Regions from separate parts of the Anas platyrhynchos genome. Here region 2 is linked to region 1. A link is a contact called in public Hi-C data. All regions are on one chromosome and are shown on one strand. Each heading gives the region's core, a stretch centred on a gene start, on an enhancer-like site or on the middle of the called end of the contact. The rest is flanking DNA. Distances are from core to core; before and after follow the strand shown.

Region 1 (3,295 bases), core at 409-2,908:
TGGAACAAAGAATACTCTTCAGTCAGAACTCCCTCCCAGAAGTGAAGCTTTTCTTCAGTAAAACACATGGCTTGATAAGGAACTCTGTGACATTTTTAAAGTATTACCCAAGGGCCAGCATGTTTCTTTGGGACTTTGTTAGACTGATAGTGTACATTTACCGTTTTACATAGGTATCTACAGAAAGTTTCTCTGTATCTCATTCACACTTGAAACTCTCACTAAATTAATCTGGAATACTGTAAAAGAAACACCAAATCATTTTAGGTAAATAAGCAAATTTATGCTCCTTACTGTTTTTCGTTCTTCCTCCCTTTACTCCTTCTGAAAACAACAACAACAACAAAAACGGTTGTTTCAGACTTTAATGGGTCTTGTGGTGTTAATCACAGAATACCCGGATGGCTGAAGTTGGAAGGGACCTTTGAAGGTCACCTGCTCCAACCCCTGCTCCAGCAGGGATGCCCAGAGCTGGTTGTCCCAGGCCACCTCCAGGTGGCTTTTGAAGGTCTCCAAGGGGAAGACTCCGCAACCTCTTTGGGCAACCTGTGCCAGTGCTCGGTCACTTGCACAGCACAGACGTGCTTCCAAGTGCTTAGCTGGAATCTCCTGTGCTCCAGTTCGTGACCACTGCCTCTTGTCCTGGCACTGGGCACCTCCAAAGAGAACAATCCAAACAAATATCCCATCTAAACAAGATAAGATTTTTACCTTCATTGGGAAAAAGCATGGGAACACACAAGCAGAAGAAATGATCTGGCACTTCCCAGCTCCATGATCACTGAAAATATTGATGTTAAGGCTTTCACCTGATTTCCTAAGGAAACGGATGTTAATTTCACACCCTATTCTTACTGTTTTTTGAACTTGCCAACCAAATTTAGAGCCAGGTTCATCTGTTCAAAGATAACCAAAGTCCTTCAAACTTAAGCAAAAATTTATGACAGAGAGGTCAAGTTATTTATTCACTGGGGAAAAGGGTGAACAGAACATGGACCTTCATGGTCCTTGTATCTTTTGGTAGATACCAGCATTTCTGGACCACCATAGAACACAGAAACTTTGGATTAATTAAAGACTGTTGTTTCTTGTCTGATGTTATGAACAAAATTAGTGTAACGTATGTGCATACAAAAACAGAGATGATGATAATTCACATAAAATCCACAAAACCAGGCCCTATTAATTGTGCAGCCCATAGAAGAGAGTTTCTTCTTGTTGCAGCATTTGCTTGCCAGTCCAGAATTTAACTGTACTTGCTCTAATCTAAGACACTTTGATCATAGCATAACAGCATCCATCTCTGAGTTCTGCTCCACAGAACTTTCTGCTCGGTGTTACAATGGTACAAAAAGCATGGATAAAAAAAGCTTTAGTTAAACACTTGCAGAAACTCTGTTTACATCAACCCTCAGCAAAAAAAAAAAAAAAAAAAAAAAAAAAAAAAAACAGCCAAAAATCAAAACATGTCTTAATCTAGGAGTATGTTGCCCACTTCAGGAAGTCATTCTGTGTAGGCAGGTAATGGTGTTGAGCCATTTCTAAGAAGGCATGTAATAACATGAAGAAATAACAGACTTCTGAGCCGCTTGTGAAGAGGGAAGGATACAGACTATGAGAAGAAAGTGAAAAGTTGTCTACTGGCCCCTTTCACGCTAATTAATGCATTCAGAAGCTGTACTGAAAGGAATTTAAACTCGTGATAGTCATAAGAGAACAGATCAAAGAAGGAAAAAAAAAGAGATCAAGTCAAAGAAAGCTGTACATGCTTTTAGTCAACAGACAGAATACAAGTCTGAAGGAGGTAAGATTTGTATTTTTTTTATTCTACTCAAACTTTTCTATCTTGATTAAAAATTATGCTTCAGCAGAGGCTTAACTGACTCTTAGTGAGTTTTGAAAATATTTTGCTTCCTTGGCTAGAATTCTCTTCAGCAAGGTCACCAGTTTTTATATTCACCCCAGTAAGGTAGGAAGATGTGGTAGATACAATCAAATAGGATCTGTTGTCGTGCTGCTTAAATGACAGAAACATGATTACTTGTGGATTTTCCTTTGTAACTGTTCAGACTATTTTTAGTTGGAAGATTACTTTCTTAAAACTGAAACTTAAGATTATAACTTCCCTGCATTCCTAAATGCAGCTTGTCAGCAGGTATAAGTTAGTAACCATCTGAAATCAACAGATCTTTGACAATTTATGTTGACTGAACATCTGGCCTTTGAACATTTATAGAGATTAATAGAAATAAAGAAACACATCCCCAAAGGCATATAATATGCATATAATACTATATGCATATTTTTTCCCAAATATTTCTTTCTGTTCAGGCAAAATACCTTTTTTCTTCTCCCTATATACCTAAGAGACTTTAATTCAGAACTGTTATCAGTTGGTGCCTAGAGAGACCATGTCAGATCATAGTCTGGTGCACTCAGATGCAAGTAACTTGGTGACAGTGGAACTGTTCATAGTTACCGTTTTGAGTTTTGCCTTAAATTGGGACAGTTTCAAATATATATGGATCTATATGGACTCTATCCTGAAAATAACAGATTGTCCTATCTCTCCTAAATGATCATACTCAATGAAAAAGTTGATAATATTATGCCTTAAAGATAACAAATTATTTCTTGCACTTTAGGGCCATAGTTCTGTCCTGTGGGTTTGAACAAGACTAAAGTCTCAAAATGCCCAGAAGAAACCACCATCCAGATGGCAACTTTTTCAGAGGAAAAGGACACAGCTATCTTGCATTAGAAGAGTAAGCATAAACCAAAACCTATTTTAGCATGTAAGCTGAAAGAAAAAACTTACATTGAAAAGAAATTTACAAAATAGTATCAGAAAAAAAAATCTCTGATGTATGTAGGTGTAGTGCATTTTGTCTGTTTTGTAGCTGTCTGTAATGTTTGTCATTGCATTACCTAAAAATGCATGCAATGGTTAAGAAAAATAAGATCTGCAGAACTCAAGAATATGGAGATTGATTATATGATCGCAAGTAATCAGCTATTACAATAAAATTGCTGGGCTTATTGAGGATCACTTAGAATTACATTTCTGAGGCTGGTGCAATGTGATATATACAGTAAGATTTGCCTCCAGGTCTACATACCTCTCTTCAGAATCTCAAAAAGGCATCATCTCACCCTAAAGAATAACACCAGTGAAATGGTAAAATACCATCAAAAACCAGTAGAGACATCAATGCCATACAAATGTGTCTCTCAGTAAGTCATTTCTGGTTGAAGCTCAAGTTAAGCAGAATTAATTCAAGCTAATAATTTGTGA
Region 2 (3,577 bases), core at 985-3,484, 120 kb after region 1:
CAGTTCCACAGGGAGCTGCAAATAAGATCAAATAACTGGAACATTGGCCTGTGGTGTATTTGTGAAATGGCAGGTATGTGCTCAGACATGACAAAAACTAAATCTATTGCCTTTTGTTCACAGGCTTTAGCTCTGTAGAAGATATCATGTTAACTCTCTAAGTGGCTTATCAAAATACGTTGTTTTTTTTTGTTGTTTTTTTTTTAGCTATAGCTAGGCAATGTTTGCTGATGACTAAGCATCACTATCAAGCCTCAAAACTCTCTTGTGAGTTTGGAAACTTATGAGTAGAGAGATTAATCATAGAATCACAGAAGTTTTTTGTTTTTTTTAAGGGATCATCTAATTCCAAAACCCCCTGCCATGGGCAGGGACACCTCCCACCAGACCAGGTTGCCCAAAGCCCCATCCAGCCTGGCCTTGAACACCTCCAGGGACAGTGCATCCACAGCTTCTCTGGGCAGCCTGCTCCAGTGCCTCACCACCTTCTGAGTGAAGAATTTCTTATAACTGAACTGAATCTACCCTCTTTCCCTTCAAAATGAGTATGCATTGTCCTGTCACTACATTCCTCATCTTTCATTTAGGCCTCTTTTAGGTATTAAAAGGCCACTCTAAGGTCTCCCTGGAGTCTTCTCTTCTCCAGGCTGAACAACTCAAACTCCCTCAGTCTGTCTTCATAGCAGAGATTCTCCAATCCCTTTATCATCTTTGTGAAACCTCCTCCAACTTGTTCTAGTATTTCTATGTCCTTCTTGTGCTGGGGGCCCCAGAGCTGAATGCAGGAGTCTCACAAGAAGCAGAGTAGAGGGGGAGAATTACCTCCCTGTCCCTGCAGGCCAGGCTGCTTTTGATGCAGCCCATAACATGGTTACTGCCACCTCACTTTGAGCGTCTCATCAACCAGTATCATCAAGCCCTTCTCTTCAAGACTGCTCTCTATCCATTCATCAGCCTGTATTCATGTTTGGCATTGCCCCAGCCCAGGTGCAGGGCCTTTGTACTTGGCCTTTCTGAACCTCACGAGATATGCACAGGCCCACCTCTCAGGCCTGTTCAGATCTCTCTGGATGCCATCCCTTCCCTCCAGTGTGTCAACCACACCACACAGCTTGGTGTCATCTGCAAATTTGCTGTGCATGCACTCAATCCCACGGTCACCATCCTTGTCACCATCAAAGATCTTAGATAATACTGATTCCAATATTGGTATATTCAATATTTAATCATGTCATACTGAGGTGTTTTTGCAGTGAATTATTTTCCAAAACCACATTATTGACATGGTAGCAACCAGCTATGCCTGTAAAGAACATTTGACAAAAAGTCAAGAAGCATTTCAACATCTGGACAGTATTTATTCTTATCAATTAGCTATCATTTAAACAAGTCTGATAGCAAACAGGGATGATTGCTCAATGTTTGTTGAATCCAGAGTTTACAAAAAACAGTGGAGCAGTTTGTGAAGGACTGTATGCTGCAGGAGGGGAATGAGCATGACGATGAAGGAACAGCACAAAGCATTACGGACTGACTGCAATGCCCATTGCCCATCCCCTGCACTGGGAGGTGGAGGTGAAAAAATCAGGAGTAGAGTTGGGCCTTTGAAGAAGGTAGGGTTGGGGGAAAGGTGGTTTTAGTTTTGTATTTATTTCTCACTGTTCTACTTTGTTACTAATTGGAAATAAGTTATTTATGCTCCCCAAATCAAGTCTGTTTTGGCTATGACAGTAGCTGGTAAATCATCAGCCTGTCCTTATGTGAGTCTTCTCTATTTCTGTATATGAGATGGCCTAAAGTTACACCAAGAGAGGTTTAGGTTGGATATTAGGAAAAATGTCTTCACTGAAAGGGTTGTGAAGCATTGGAACAGGCTGCCCAGGGAAGTAGTTGAGTCACCATCCCTGGAGGTATTCCAAAGACATGTAGATACGGTGCTTAGGGACACGTAGTGGTAGACTTGGCAGTGCTAGGTCAGTGATTGGCCTTGATGATCTTAGAGGTCTTTCCAACCTAAATGTCTCTACATTGATCTATGATATTTTCTTCTTATTTTCTCCCCCTATCCTGTTGAGGAGGAGGAGTAAGAGAGCAGCTGGGTGGGCACCTGCTGGTCAGCAAAGGTTAACCCACTACAGATACACATCATACTTCAAACATGCAGACCAGGTGGAAAACCACTGTGCTTTTTCTACTCATTCCATATCACAGAACCATCAATAAGCAAAATGTTTGAAGGTGTGGTATTGTAAAGATTGATGCAGCTTGCATTGCTATAGCCTGCAATAGCACTTTGCCTTCCCAAAGTGCTTTATAATGTCAGAATTACGTAAAATATTTACATGCAGTAAAGGTGAATGCAACTTTGATTGTGTACGTTTTGAGCAGAGAAATTTAGACAGAGCAAGGATTTGCCAAAACCAAGTAATTACAAATGGCATAGCCAGAACTCTAAATCGTGTTTCCCAGCCCTATACACATCCCTTCAGTGTTGTGGTAATGGCAGCTTTGTGGTATGTCTGACATCCATGCACATTATCATCACTAAAAAATATGAGAATAAAGTAAGATACCAACATATTTTCCATACCTGCCAGAGTGTGAACACTTTAGATATGAACTGCAAAACAAAGCTAAGTGCCTTGCAAATGTATTAATCAGGATCGAGTTTGACCTTTTAGTATTTACTGATTTTTTCAAAACTGAAATGAATTTTTTTTTGTGTGTTTTTCCCTAAATGAAATGTAACAACTTGTGGATAGGAAGCTTGAAATTACTCTAACCTGAGTGCTTTTTGTAACTTATTATTAATGGATGAGATGATATAGAGTGCTTATGTGTATGTGCGCGACAGAAATCTAAATAAAGATTTTATTAAGTTAATTAACTTATTAAACTTTAATAACTTTTAACCATGGACATGGACTTGCCAACATTGTACTACAAGGTTTCACAGATTATAGTTGTCAGAAAAAGCTTAAAGCCAGTAAAATGTCTACCTTTGCTGTAACGCAGAAGTTAAGATATAAAAAATTCAGACACCAGAGAACTGGATAGTTTAACACAAGATTCACAAATGCTTTTCAGAAGGCAACGGATCACATTAGTGTTCATCAGTGTTCTAATTATAATCTATTCAGGCAAACACTATTGAAGTAAACCTGATCTCTCCTGTCAAATGCAGCTTTCAGTTTCAGAGAGGCTAAGAACTTACTGCAAAGCTTTATCACGAGTCCTTTACTCAGAAAGATCTTGATCGAATCATTTAGGTTGACTTGATTGTGAGACCTACAAAAGAACTTGCTGGAATATAAATTTACTTTTAATTAAAAAACGAAGATGCAATTTTGAGGCACTAATAATATAGATATTTGGAAGAAGAAATGGCTGATAACCCTCCAATGAGCAGCAAGAGTTTTCTGCTCTGCTTGAGAAAATGAGCTGACCTTAAATGAAAGCAGCCAAGCACTCAATGAGAGGAAAAGATTGCAGAGGGGAGCTTCAGAGAGAGATGGTTACAGGCTTCTCATGGGAATTAGAGCCCTCTGGTATGTTCAAGGCCCTGCCACAATCTTCC

What was found. A called contact is a pair of places that touch in the nucleus more often than the background predicts.
Region 2: a Hi-C map of subcutaneous adipose tissue shows a contact between it and region 1, with 4 times the contacts expected there. The contact joins the enhancer-like site here to the promoter of MLANA in region 1. A contact is called at or near these places in 4 of 8 Hi-C or Micro-C datasets (F1 follicle, liver, skeletal muscle and 1 more).

What each region holds. Positions count from the first base shown.
Region 1 is chrZ:30,484,336-30,487,630 of IASCAAS_PekinDuck_T2T, forward strand. MLANA (melan-A) reads left to right here and starts at 1,659. Exons shown (of 5, transcript XM_038171022.2): 1 at 1,659-1,804; 2 at 2,646-2,765. The coding sequence starts at 2,692.
Region 2 is chrZ:30,601,832-30,605,408 of IASCAAS_PekinDuck_T2T, forward strand. No RefSeq gene overlaps it. Among named protein-coding and RNA genes, the nearest start is that of UHRF2, 20 kb to the right of the region's middle. Within about 2 kb of position 2,235, at least 1 of the 8 cell types and tissues checked has an H3K27ac peak or open chromatin away from gene starts, as enhancers often do.